Linked DNA regions of Mus musculus: region 1 is linked to region 2. Evidence: chromatin contacts called from public promoter capture Hi-C data. All regions are on one chromosome and are shown on one strand. Each heading gives the region's core, a stretch centred on a gene start, on an enhancer-like site or on the middle of the called end of the contact. The rest is flanking DNA. Distances are from core to core; before and after follow the strand shown.

Region 1 (5,715 bases), core at 3,055-5,554, 410 kb before region 2:
CCTTTAAGCTATACAGTAGGTCACATTTACCTGGTGAGTAAATACGTTGACCTTTCAGGCCAGCAGACACTATTATAACTCTCATGCAGGGCTGTCAGGCACACAGTGACAGCTGTCACAGCTACTGTTGATTTATTTGGTGCATATTTACTGGGTACCATTGAGATACCAACCACTGCGCCAAGCTGTGAGCATGGCTTGTTTAATTCTTATTACTACATTTTAGACATAGCGTATGATTGGTGTCTGCATTTGGTTTGTCCAGATTATATTTATTATGTATATTTATTATGCATTGTCCTAGGGGTGGGAATTCTGCAGTGAACACAAAACTAAACTCTTGACTCACGTCCTAGGGGAGAAATGTCACCTCAGCTTCCCACTGACACATCTGCTCCAATGGGGAGACTTTTGTCTTGTTGAAAACCAGATACTTTCCCAAATTAACACAGAATAAGTAGGCCTGAGGCTAAGGTGAGAGGACCATTTGCCCCAGGTCATAGCCAGCATATGGAACAGGAGGAGCTGGGCGTAAGCCTGGGCTTTCGATCACACGTTCCTGTCTAGTGCGCCTGCCTGATGTATCCCGATCTGCTTCACGGTTGGGCACTGCACAGCATTTCAGAGCATCTGCATGCTTCTGCTTCCGTTGTCGAGGCTTGTCTGTCTCTTCAGTCACCTGTGTCCATTGTGTCTTCCCCCGCCATGCAGAGTACAACAAAGCCATCCGGAATTACACGCACTTCGATGACTGGTACCTCTGGGTGCAGATGTACAAGGGGACCGTGTCAATGCCTGTCTTCCAGTCCTTGGAGGCCTACTGGCCTGGCCTTCAGGTAGGACTTGTCTGAGAGAGTGACGTTTCCCTGTGGTGTGAGAAGCCAGGCTTACTCTGATGTAGCAAATGAGGAACTTTGGTTGCCGGAGTACTCTGGGGCAGTGTGAGGAAGGAAGAACCAAAACAAGCCAGACAGATCTGACCTAAACGGGCTTTCCACGGGGAGCAGAGGAGCTGACTTCCCAGTTGGCTGTGGGTTTAGTGCTCCTGCAGCATCTCACAGCGTTGCTCCAGGCCGTGCAGGAACAGACGGCTGCTGGCAACAGCTGCTTTTCCACTGGGCATTTCTTTCAAATTCCCTCCTTGACACAGTGGCCTGCTCTGCCCACTATCCTGATTTTTTTCCCCTAATACAGTAGGATAGAGTTATAGTTAGAAGGGACCTTAGAGCCCATCTAATCTACCCCTACCTACACCAAAGTATTTCACCTACCAAAATATTTAATAATCTAAATATTTAATAATCTAAACATGCCTTTTGTTTGCTTTTGCTCTGAGTCAGGACCAAGCATATCCCACACTGGCCTTGAGTTTACTTTGTAATGGAGAGTGACCCTGAGCTTCTGGTCCCCCTGCCTCTACCTCCCAAGTGTTAAGAGAAAGACACTTAAGAGGCTGTGGGAATGGACAGCCAACCTTGTTTATACACACACACACATGCACAGGAACGTGCGTGCACACATAGAGAGTCAAGGAAACACGAAGAAACAAAGGTTGCTGTTGCACTACAGTAAACCACTGGGAGTAACAATTACAATTTAAAAATACTTACGTAGAATTTTAAAAAATAGGTAAGTGACCCAGCCATGGTGGCATATACCTTTAATTTCAGTACTTAGGAGGCAGAGGTAAGTGGATCTCTGTGAGTTCAAGGTCAGCCTGATCTACATAGTGAGATCCAGGGCAAACAGAATCATATGGTAAAACCCTGTCTGAAAAAAAGAAAGATGGAGAGATAGATAGATAGATAGATAGATAGATAGATAGATAGATAGATAGATAGATAGATAGATAGAGGACTCTTTAAATAGTCCTAACAGTAATTTATATCCTCTGATCCACAAATTCTCTATCTGGGTATTTGTCTCACAGAGACATTTTCATATGCTTCAAGTGACACACAGGCAGTATTTGTTGCAGCATTAATTGTTTAAAAAAATGGCAAAAGACTGGCAGCAAGCCAGATGAGTACTTATAGAATGGGTTCAACTACCGTCTAGGTGACAGAATGCTGTGCAGCTGTAGAAACAGAAGGACCCTCTTGGTATTCATGGAAGAAAACTGAGAAATATGATTGAACAGATAGGCAAAGTGCAGAGCAGTGTTCAGAAAGCTGTGTGTGGTGCAGGACCACCTCACACTCATTTCCTTACGTCTACGTAAAGAAACTTGGAAAGTTTATAAAGCCCGCTGGTAACATGGCTGTCGGCTGGAGGTGTGGAATCCTTGTGAGTCTTAGCGTTCATGCTCAGCCTCTCCCCTGTGCTTAGAATTTTAGACCAGCTGGCCAAAGTAAAAGCCTGACCATAGATGTCCAGAGACTTAATATGGAATCTCAGATCCTCAAGGTATCAGATAGCTGCTGAATTTTATGTCTAAGGGACAAGGCCCAGAGACGTTCACTTTGTGGCTCCGAGCTGCCATCAGTGGTCGACATCATCACTGACATCAGCTCTGCCGTTTCCTTGAGAGTGACTGACTGTGAAGTTTTCCCTGTGGGCTCTCTGCCTGAGTCCACTGACCTGATGAGCATTTTTTCCCACAGAGCCTTATTGGAGACATTGACAATGCCATGAGGACCTTTCTCAACTACTACACTGTATGGAAGCAGTTTGGGGGGCTGCCAGAATTCTACAACATTCCTCAGGGATACACAGTGGAGAAGCGAGAAGGCTACCCACTCCGACCGGGTAAGCAGGGTCTTTGGTCCATGGTCCACCTGCAGCTCTAGTTCTTCACGCCCTAACCGTTCACAGGTGCTCCCCCGCCCCCTAACTGTTCACAGGTGCTCCCCCCCCCCCCCGCTCCTTCCCTACCTTCTCTCACAGCTCTCAACTGTTTTCCTGTTAACTATGGAGACTGAGTTCTTCTGGGTTAAAGTGGCTTGCCCAAGGCTGTTAAGTGCAGGTCTCCCATCTAAGTCTCATGCTCTTTCAAACTTGGAGATACAAGAAAGGAAAGAGATGCCAGTCAGGCTGAGTCCTGGGGTCTTCTGACACCAGGACATCACAAACTAATGGCCTCTTCTGTCAGTGGTTTGTGTAAAGTACACTTCTACCGTATGGGACTGGGCCATTGAGTCCAAGGTCACCGTGTCTCATCCTTGCGAGCTCAGAGTCAAGGAGAGGATCACAGACTGAACACCAGTTCTGATGTCCTCTGTGGGGAGGGAAGAACTAGGGAGAGAGGCCAAGCTTGGTCAGCAGGTAGGCACATGGCCCAGCGTCAGCCAGGCCACATTATGGTTGTCTGGGCATGGTAGTCTCTGCACGTCCTCCCTTGCCACCTGAATTCCCCGTGAGCCACAAGACTAACATTCCTCCTGCCTCCCACTGTTCTGTGCTCTGTGCCCCATTCCTTCCCTCCTCTTGCTCCAGGGAATGCAGGAGCTTGGGAGTAGAGAGACCAGTACAGTGATGCTGGGAGAGGGGTCAGAGGTCACACAGGGGCTCTGCAGTTCTTGGTGTTTCTCAGACATTTGTTCTCATGTCGTTTTTGTTGTTGTTGTTTTGTTTTGTTTTGTTTTGTTTTAAAAAAAAAACAACAAAACTTTTGAGGAGGTTGGAGAGATGGCTCACAGGTCATGACTGCTCTTCCAGAGGACCTCACTTCAATTCCCAGCAGCCACACAGTAGCTCACAACTGTCTGTAACTCCAGTATCAGGGAATCCAATGCCCTCATACAGACATACATGCTGAAAAAATACTAATGCACACAAAATAAAAAAATAAATAAATTATTTAAAGAGGTACAGTTTTTTTCTTATAAAAAAAAAAAGGAAGGAAACTTTGGAAAAATCAGTCATATTTATCATTTCCAGGAGGTAAGATAAAACTCAGAGTTTCAACTACATATCAAATGCTCAGATGCAGTTTCAGCATTGGGTCTTCTAAGAAATCCCCATATAGTCATTGGGTCCAGTGGTTCTCTAACCTTGGCCTAGTCACCACCAGGGCAGGGAGCGCAATCACTGCAGGAATTCTAGGAGTGCAGTAGTTGAGTCACCTCTCCTTCCCCTGAACCATGGCAGGTGAGAGACAGGGTGCTGTTCTGAAGCCAAGCTGGCCAATGAGCGGACTGTGTTCTGAGTCTTTGATGGTACTTAAAGAACCTAGCCTGAAGTCCTTTAGAGGCCTTCACCTCCCTGGACTGCGCTTCAGAGTTGCCTGGGGAGGCATACAGCAGAGTACTGGCTCACACACTAGGTCCTTGTGTGAGAAAAAGAAAAAGTTGGCCTTGACCCAGCCAGCTGCTGGCAGCAGAGGGAGGCCTCCCAGGAGAGCACTGTCTTTTCTGTGCGTGTTCATCTGCCCTGGAATGCACCCTAGAAAGCCAGCAGAAGACTGTGGGATGAAGGGAGGCAGGTTCGGGAGAGCACACGAGACAGCCAGAGACTTGTTCTCCAGAGTAAGAGTATTCTGTGGACATAGCTCAGTGGTAGGTGGCGTGTGTGCCTTGCCTACGCACCGCCCTGGCTGTGTTCCCTGGCACTACAGAACGAGGGTCTGAGTGGATGGGTGAAAGCTAGAGTTCATCAGGAGGAACACAGCCAGGCAGAGGTGACAGGAGGGAGGGGACAGGGTCTTTCATTTGAGAAAAGGTAGGTATCAAGGTAGAAAGCAAAATGAAGGTGTGTGGCAGTGGCGCATGCCTATAATCCCATAATCCCAGTGCTCAGGAGGCAGAGGTAGGCAAGTCTCTGAGTTCAAGGCCAGCCTGCTCAATAGAGTGAGTTCCAGGACAGCCAGGGCTACACAGAGAAACCCTCTCTCAAAAAAACTAGAAAGAGAGAGAGAGAGAGAGAGAAAGAAAGAAAAGAAAGAAAGAGAAAGAAAAGAAAGAAGGAAAGAAAGAGAAAGGAGAGAGAGAAAGAAAGGAGAGAGAGAGAGAAAGAAAGAAAGAAAGAAAGAAAGAAAGAAAGAAAGAAAGAAAGAAAGAAAGAGAGAGGAAGAAGAAAGAAAGAAAGGAAGAAAGAGAGTAGATATAATGAACTCTCTTTTACTTCTACCCACTGAGGTTATCAGCAGCAGAAAAACATTTTCCCCATATTTGTATATATATTTACACACACACACACACACACACACACACACACACACACGTGTATGTATATGGCTATAGAATAGGACCCTGACTATAGAATAGGACCCTTCAGAGCATCTTCAACATCTTCTCATAGTCTCACATAGCTCAGGCTAGCCTTGAACTCACTGTACTGGTAAGGGTGATTTAGAACTCCTGATCCTCATGTTGTTATTGCCCAAGTGCTGGGATTTTAGGTGTGTGCCACCACGCCCAACTAACTTGTACTTAATTTTTTTCCCCTGTGGTGCTGTGAATCACCCTCAGTGCCTTTCACATGTTGGGCAGATGCCCCTTCCTAAAACTATGGTCCATGGTGTTCTTATCACATCACTGCTGGGAATAGCTGCCAGTCAGACAGCTGTGTGTGCTGCCGAGGTCAGGGAGGCCACAGACAATTTCGGTCACAACCTCTGCTGCCTGCCTTCTCTGCCTAGGAGAAGCCTGGCTGCCTCTCTTCCTAGGAGACGGGAGTCTGCTGCACTACACTGAGTACCAGAGTTGGTGCATCTTAGTTCTGAAGAGTAAGCCTGAGCACACTCAGTCTTTCCACTGTGTCAGGATCTATTTAATA
Region 2 (5,433 bases), core at 1,095-3,594:
CCCATGCTTCCTTCCTGGTGCAGCATCTTCTCGTTGATGTTTGTGCACGTGTCCAGGATGCACACCTGGAGCAGCATTATTGGGTCTGAGGCAGAGGATGCACTTGTTTGTTTGTTTGTTTGTTTGTTTGTTTGTTTGTTTGTTTTTGGAGACAGTGTTTCTCTGTGTAGCCCTGGTTGTCCTGGAACTCACTCTGTAGACCAGGCTGGCCTTGAAGCAGAGATCCACTTGCCTCTGCCTCCTGAATGACGGGATTAAAGGCATGTGCCACCACAATTACCCAGCCCTGGATATATTCTTAATACATTTTTCAAAACACTTGTTTTTTTGTTTGTTTGTTTATTTGTTTTTTTGATAGTTTTTTCTGGTTTAAGAAAGAATCATTACCAGGCAGTGGTGGTGCAAGCCTTTAATCTTAGGACTCAGGAGGCAGAGGCAGGCAGTCTCTGAGTTCAAGGCCAGCTTGCCCTACAGAGAGAGTTCCAAGATGGTCAGGACTACACAGAGGAACCCTGTCTCAAAAAAACAAAACAGAACAAAACCGAAAGGAAACGGAAAAATTGTAAAGTTTTGTGACATGGCTTGGTTTTATAGGAAGGATCTTCATGCATAAGCTGATAGCTGGCTTTTTTGTCCTTGGCGTCCCTAAATGTCCTGTCTGGCCTCTCTCCTAGCGGCAGTACATCCCTGTTAAAGTGAAGAGCAAAGCCTTCTGGATCTTCTCGTGGGAGTACGCCATGATGTACACAGGAAGCCTGGTGGTGATAGTTTGCCTCTCTTTCTTCCTTCTCAGCTCCTGGGACTTCATCCCTGCAGTCTATGGTTTCATGTGAGTAAAGACCTCTCTAGACATTTCTGGAAGCTAATTTGGTTTTCATAGCTCATAGTGGAATCAGAAGGAGAAAACTATGCAGACAGTGTTTACAAAAAGGGTCCTCATCCTTTAAGGGAGCCTCTGACATCCAGACTGCTGGCCGGTCCCTAGGAGTTCTGATTACATAGGTGTGAGAGAGCCCAATAGGTAATATATACATATCATTGTGGGGAAGGACTCAGGCATGGGGGAACGCTTACCTGGGACTCCGGGCTGTCTCCCTGTGGTAAATTCTAAGCATAATAACTTGCTCACTTTGAGTTCTTTGTGTTTTGCCTTGGATAAGTATCTGTAATACCTGGTGAATAGTTTTTCCTGGCTTTCTACTGAGCCAAAATTCTACTCTTTTTCTTGTTACTCAGGAAAGGAAATGTTGTTATAAGACCATAGACTTAATCTAGGCAAGCATGTGCCATACACCTGCAACCCTAGCAGCTGGGAGCTGGAGGCAGAGGATGGGGGCTGAAAAAAAAAATTGTTAGCTATATATTAAATTCATTTGCAGCCTGGGCTCTATTGCAATGATCTTGTTTCAACAACACCCCCTACACACACACACACACACACACACACACACACACACACACACACACACACACATATGCACACACATACACACCTCTACCTATTTACCTGCCTACTTATCTGGGTTAGGGAATACTATGTCTCTCTCGCCCTTCTTTTCATTCACTTATTCATTGCCTTTTTTTTAAATTATGAATTAAAGCTAGATTGGTAGTGTATGCCTCCAATCCCAGCAGTTTGGAAGCAGAGGCAGGCGTCTGTGAGTTCAAGTCTAACCTGGTCTACATAGTGAGTTTTAGGTCACTCAAGACCCCATCTTTAAAGACAAAAAAATCAAAACAAGCCCAATACAATTAAAATGATAAAATTATAAACAGGGATCTGTGTGTGTATAAATATATATATATAATATGGTAGGGGCAGTAGATAGTACTCTTGTCACTTGCCCAGCCTAGTGTCCCTTGCTGCCTTCTTTCTTTAAAACACACACACACTTGCACACTTAGGAGCTCAGGATGTAGCCCACTGGTAGTGTCTTTAGTATTCTGGAAGTCCTGAGTTCCATCCCCAGTATTGGAAAAAAACCCACAAATGTTTGCTTTGCTTTGCTTGTGTGTGTGTGTGTGTGTGTGTACATTTAGGTAGCATGGACTTTTGGAAAAGCCAGTATTGTAGCCAATTCTTTTATGATTTAAATAGACAAAAGTCTTCCAGATAAGCTTAGAATTATCAAATGAGTTTTGTGGCCCTGGGGATTTTTGCACAAACTGCTGCTGGCTCCTGAAGCCCTTGGAAAACTCGGCCACAGGCTCGGGCATGCAGTTCTCTGGCTCTTGCTATGGGCATGTGGAACAAGAATTGGGAGGAGGGAGCAAGCTTACAGAGCTTGTTCCTCTGGGCAGGTCTTTCAAATGCCCAAAATAGATTTTGTTTATTTAAGTCTCCTTCCTCTTGCAATACTGGGTTGCTCCTGATTGTAAACCGGCCTGGTGTGGAGAAGAGGGGCCGCTCTCCCAGTTTCTCAGATGGATCCCTTTCTCATTTCAGATTCTTTTAGCTGGGTTTTGTTTGCTTGTGTAGCCCATTCTAACCTTGCATAACCTAACTCCATATCCACCATGAATGATCTTAAGCTTTAGATCCTCCTGCTTTCTCATGTGGGCTTAGTACAGTTCTGGAGTTTGAGCCCAGGGAACTGTGCATTCTGGGAAAGCACTCTACCTTAGCTAATATATATTATAGCTTCTGTTCTCTGGATCTTCAGCCCCGCATTTGGTAAATTATCTGTATGGGTTATCTAGAGAGCTCTTTTATGACTTTTAAAGGGACGGCGCCATCCTTGGTCACCTAGTACTGGCCCCAAGTCTTGAGGAAAAAAGCAGGGCAAAGCCAACCATTTGTAACTCTGCTCTTTTCTCTCCATGTGTTTTCTTAATTTCAGACTCTCTGTTCCAGATCTCACTCCAAACATTGGTCTTTTCTGGTACTTCTTTGCAGAGATGTTTGAGCACTTCAGCCTCTTTTTTGTCTGCGTGTTTCAGATCAACGTCTTCTTCTACACAGTTCCATTAGCCATCAAATTAAAGTAAGTGTGAAGCCTGCAGCTTGTTTGTCCATGCTCCCCACTGTAGCCTGCCAACCTGGCAGTACCCTCAGACAGAACCCCACCATCAGGCTTCTGGCTTCTGGCTTCATTGATCAGGTCAGCAGTTGAGAGTCACATCCAAGTACAAGCTGCACAGAGGATGCTCTGGAGCCCTGGGCTTACCTGAAGGTGCCTGAGGCCACATTACTACTCACTCTCATCACCATTTCGGGCAAGAGCAGAGGTTACACTGAGGATGGCTTTGTGGATAGTAGGTCTGGTTGGATTTTCTTGATCAGCAGCCCAATTATGATTTACCCTAAGGGACTCTAGTTGGGTTATTTGGAAGGCTGGGCAAGCTCAACCCTTTTTAATCTTCTGGTCAGTTTTTCTGAAATAGGGCTTACTGTGTAGTACATTTCTACAACAGAGCTGTCATATACCTTTGTAGCTCTGTGAATAGGTTGCTAGCAAACTCAGGAACTTGGAGGCCAGCTTTATAGTTGAGGACTTCTTGCTCAGAGAGTTACACAGCTTGCAAGCAGTGGAGTTGGGATTCACACATAGTTTGTCTGACTCCAGAATCTGTATTCATCCTCTCGGGCCATGCCAGGCTCCTAAGGAGAACACTGCTGTGGTTCCATCCCCCTGGTGGTTCCATCCCCCTGGCTCCAGAGCAGCTGACAAAGACCTTCATAAGCAGGCATCTAGCTCTCGTGCAGAAGTCAACCTCTGCTTGTGTCGAGGGGCTGGCTGTTCCAAGGAATGTGCCCCATGCTCTCCTCACCTTTGCTGTGAGACATGTGAAATACCCAGGAGAAAAGCATGGTGGATTAGGAGCTCTGCAGACAGATCCAGGCTCCATCACTGACTTCACTTCTCTGGGAAGGACAGGGGACAAGAATCTCTGCCTAGAAGGCTGGCCTTGGTGTTGTGAGGATCCTCTGAGATGACGCAGGAGAAACTTTGCACAGAGCTCAGCATAGAAAGGGGGCTCAGGAGAGAGGAGCCATGGTAGTTTATTAATTTAAGCCAGTTTTAGCTGTTACTAGTTGTAGGTCCCCAGAATTCTGTTTCAGAGAGAGACATGGTAGCTCTCTGTAATCTTAGCACCTAGGAAGTAGAGGCAAGAGGATCATGAGTTCAAGGCTAGCCTCATCTACATAGTCACTAGGACAGCCTGTTCTACATGAGGCCCTATATCAAAAGAGAATTTTGGCCCCTGAAGAGCTGAAAATGCTGAGTGTAACTCTCGGTGCTCTTGTTTCTCTGACTGTAAACAGTAAGCAAGCCATCAGCCAGCAGGCACTTCCTGTCTTGGGACCTGTCGCAGCGACCTTTGCCTGATTTCTCTTGACAAGCAGTCATTTAGGATTCTAATAAGAAATGCTTAACTTTTTTTTTTTTCAAGACATGGTTTCTCTGTGTACCTTTGGCTGCTCTGAAACTCACTCTGCCTGCCTCTGCCTCCTAAGTCCTGGGAATAAAAGTGTGCACCACCACCACCCTGATAAGGAATGCTAACTTCATTTGCTTCCTTTGGTTCCCGGGGGCATGCTGAAAGCTAGTACAGACAGGAGGAAGCCACTGGTGGGCAATGTCCCTATAAACTGGTGTTTGTCTGGTCTTCCTTGCCACCTCTGGGCATTTGATATCTGTAGTTTCCTGCCCTGCTACTGAAGCCTGGCTCATGCATGCCTTGTGAGTAGTAAGGCAGCCTTTGCCTGAAGGACCCCTAGGGAGTACTTTTGGTTGGTGAGGTAGGATCAGGGGTCTCTAAGGTGGGCCTAGTCCCTGGCTAATCTCTCTGCCTGTTTGTCTTCCCTGCCCTGCTCCAGGGAGCATCCCATCTTCTTCATGTTCATTCAGATTGCCATCATCTCTATCTTCAAGTCCTATCCAACTGTGGGGGATGTGGCCCTCTACATGGCTTTCTTCCCTGTGTGGAACCATCTCTACAGATGTGAGTATTCTGACTTTCCTCACTAGGGATAGATTCAAGTGCAGCTAACTGCTAGGCGAAATAGCTGGGAGAAGGAATTGATATGCATTTACTGGGCACCCATTGCTGGTAGCACCGAGAAAGAGGAGGCCACTGAAGCATGCATGTGCCTCTGTGCCTCCTGGTCCTGTGGTCAGTGACAAAGAACAATCGCTTAGAGCATGTGACTGTGTTCCTGACTGCTGTTGGTCATTTTGTCTTTGCATCAGCTTTGGAGGTAAGTATTTCCTTATACAGATGAGAAAACTGAGGTACAAAAAGATAGAGCCACTTGTTCAAGGTCCTGTGACTGCTAAATAGAAAGACTAGGAATTGGAGCCTAGCTCTCTAGGCCTTGCCCAGTGCTGTCCAACCTCGCTGTTTGTAATGATGACCGTGTCTAGTCTGTATTCTAATAGAGTGGCTACTAATATTATACAGAAACTAAGTTTTTTCTTTCTTTTCTCC

What was found. Capture Hi-C pulls out chosen DNA fragments and counts their contacts.
Region 1: a contact with region 2 is called in a promoter capture Hi-C map of adipose tissue. The contact joins two enhancer-like sites. A contact is called at or near these places in 2 of 9 other capture datasets (adipose tissue and pancreatic islet).

Annotation. Positions count from the first base shown.
Region 1 is chr2:155,705,965-155,711,679 of GRCm38.p6, reverse strand. It overlaps Edem2 (ER degradation enhancer, mannosidase alpha-like 2), which reads left to right. Exons shown (of 11, transcript NM_145537.2): 8 at 712-836; 9 at 2,604-2,748. Among named protein-coding and RNA genes, the nearest start is that of Trpc4ap, 16 kb to the right of the region's middle. Within about 2 kb of position 4,304, at least 44 of the 459 cell types and tissues checked have an H3K27ac peak or open chromatin away from gene starts, as enhancers often do. A contact at or near this core is called in adipose tissue, where this site is marked.
Region 2 is chr2:155,296,597-155,302,029 of GRCm38.p6, reverse strand. Pigu (phosphatidylinositol glycan anchor biosynthesis, class U) reads left to right here. Exons shown (of 12, transcript NM_001004721.1): 8 at 675-829; 9 at 2,841-2,984; 10 at 4,823-4,947. Among named protein-coding and RNA genes, the nearest start is that of Map1lc3a, 23 kb to the right of the region's middle. Within about 2 kb of position 2,344, at least 33 of the 459 cell types and tissues checked have an H3K27ac peak or open chromatin away from gene starts, as enhancers often do. A contact at or near this core is called in adipose tissue, where this site is marked.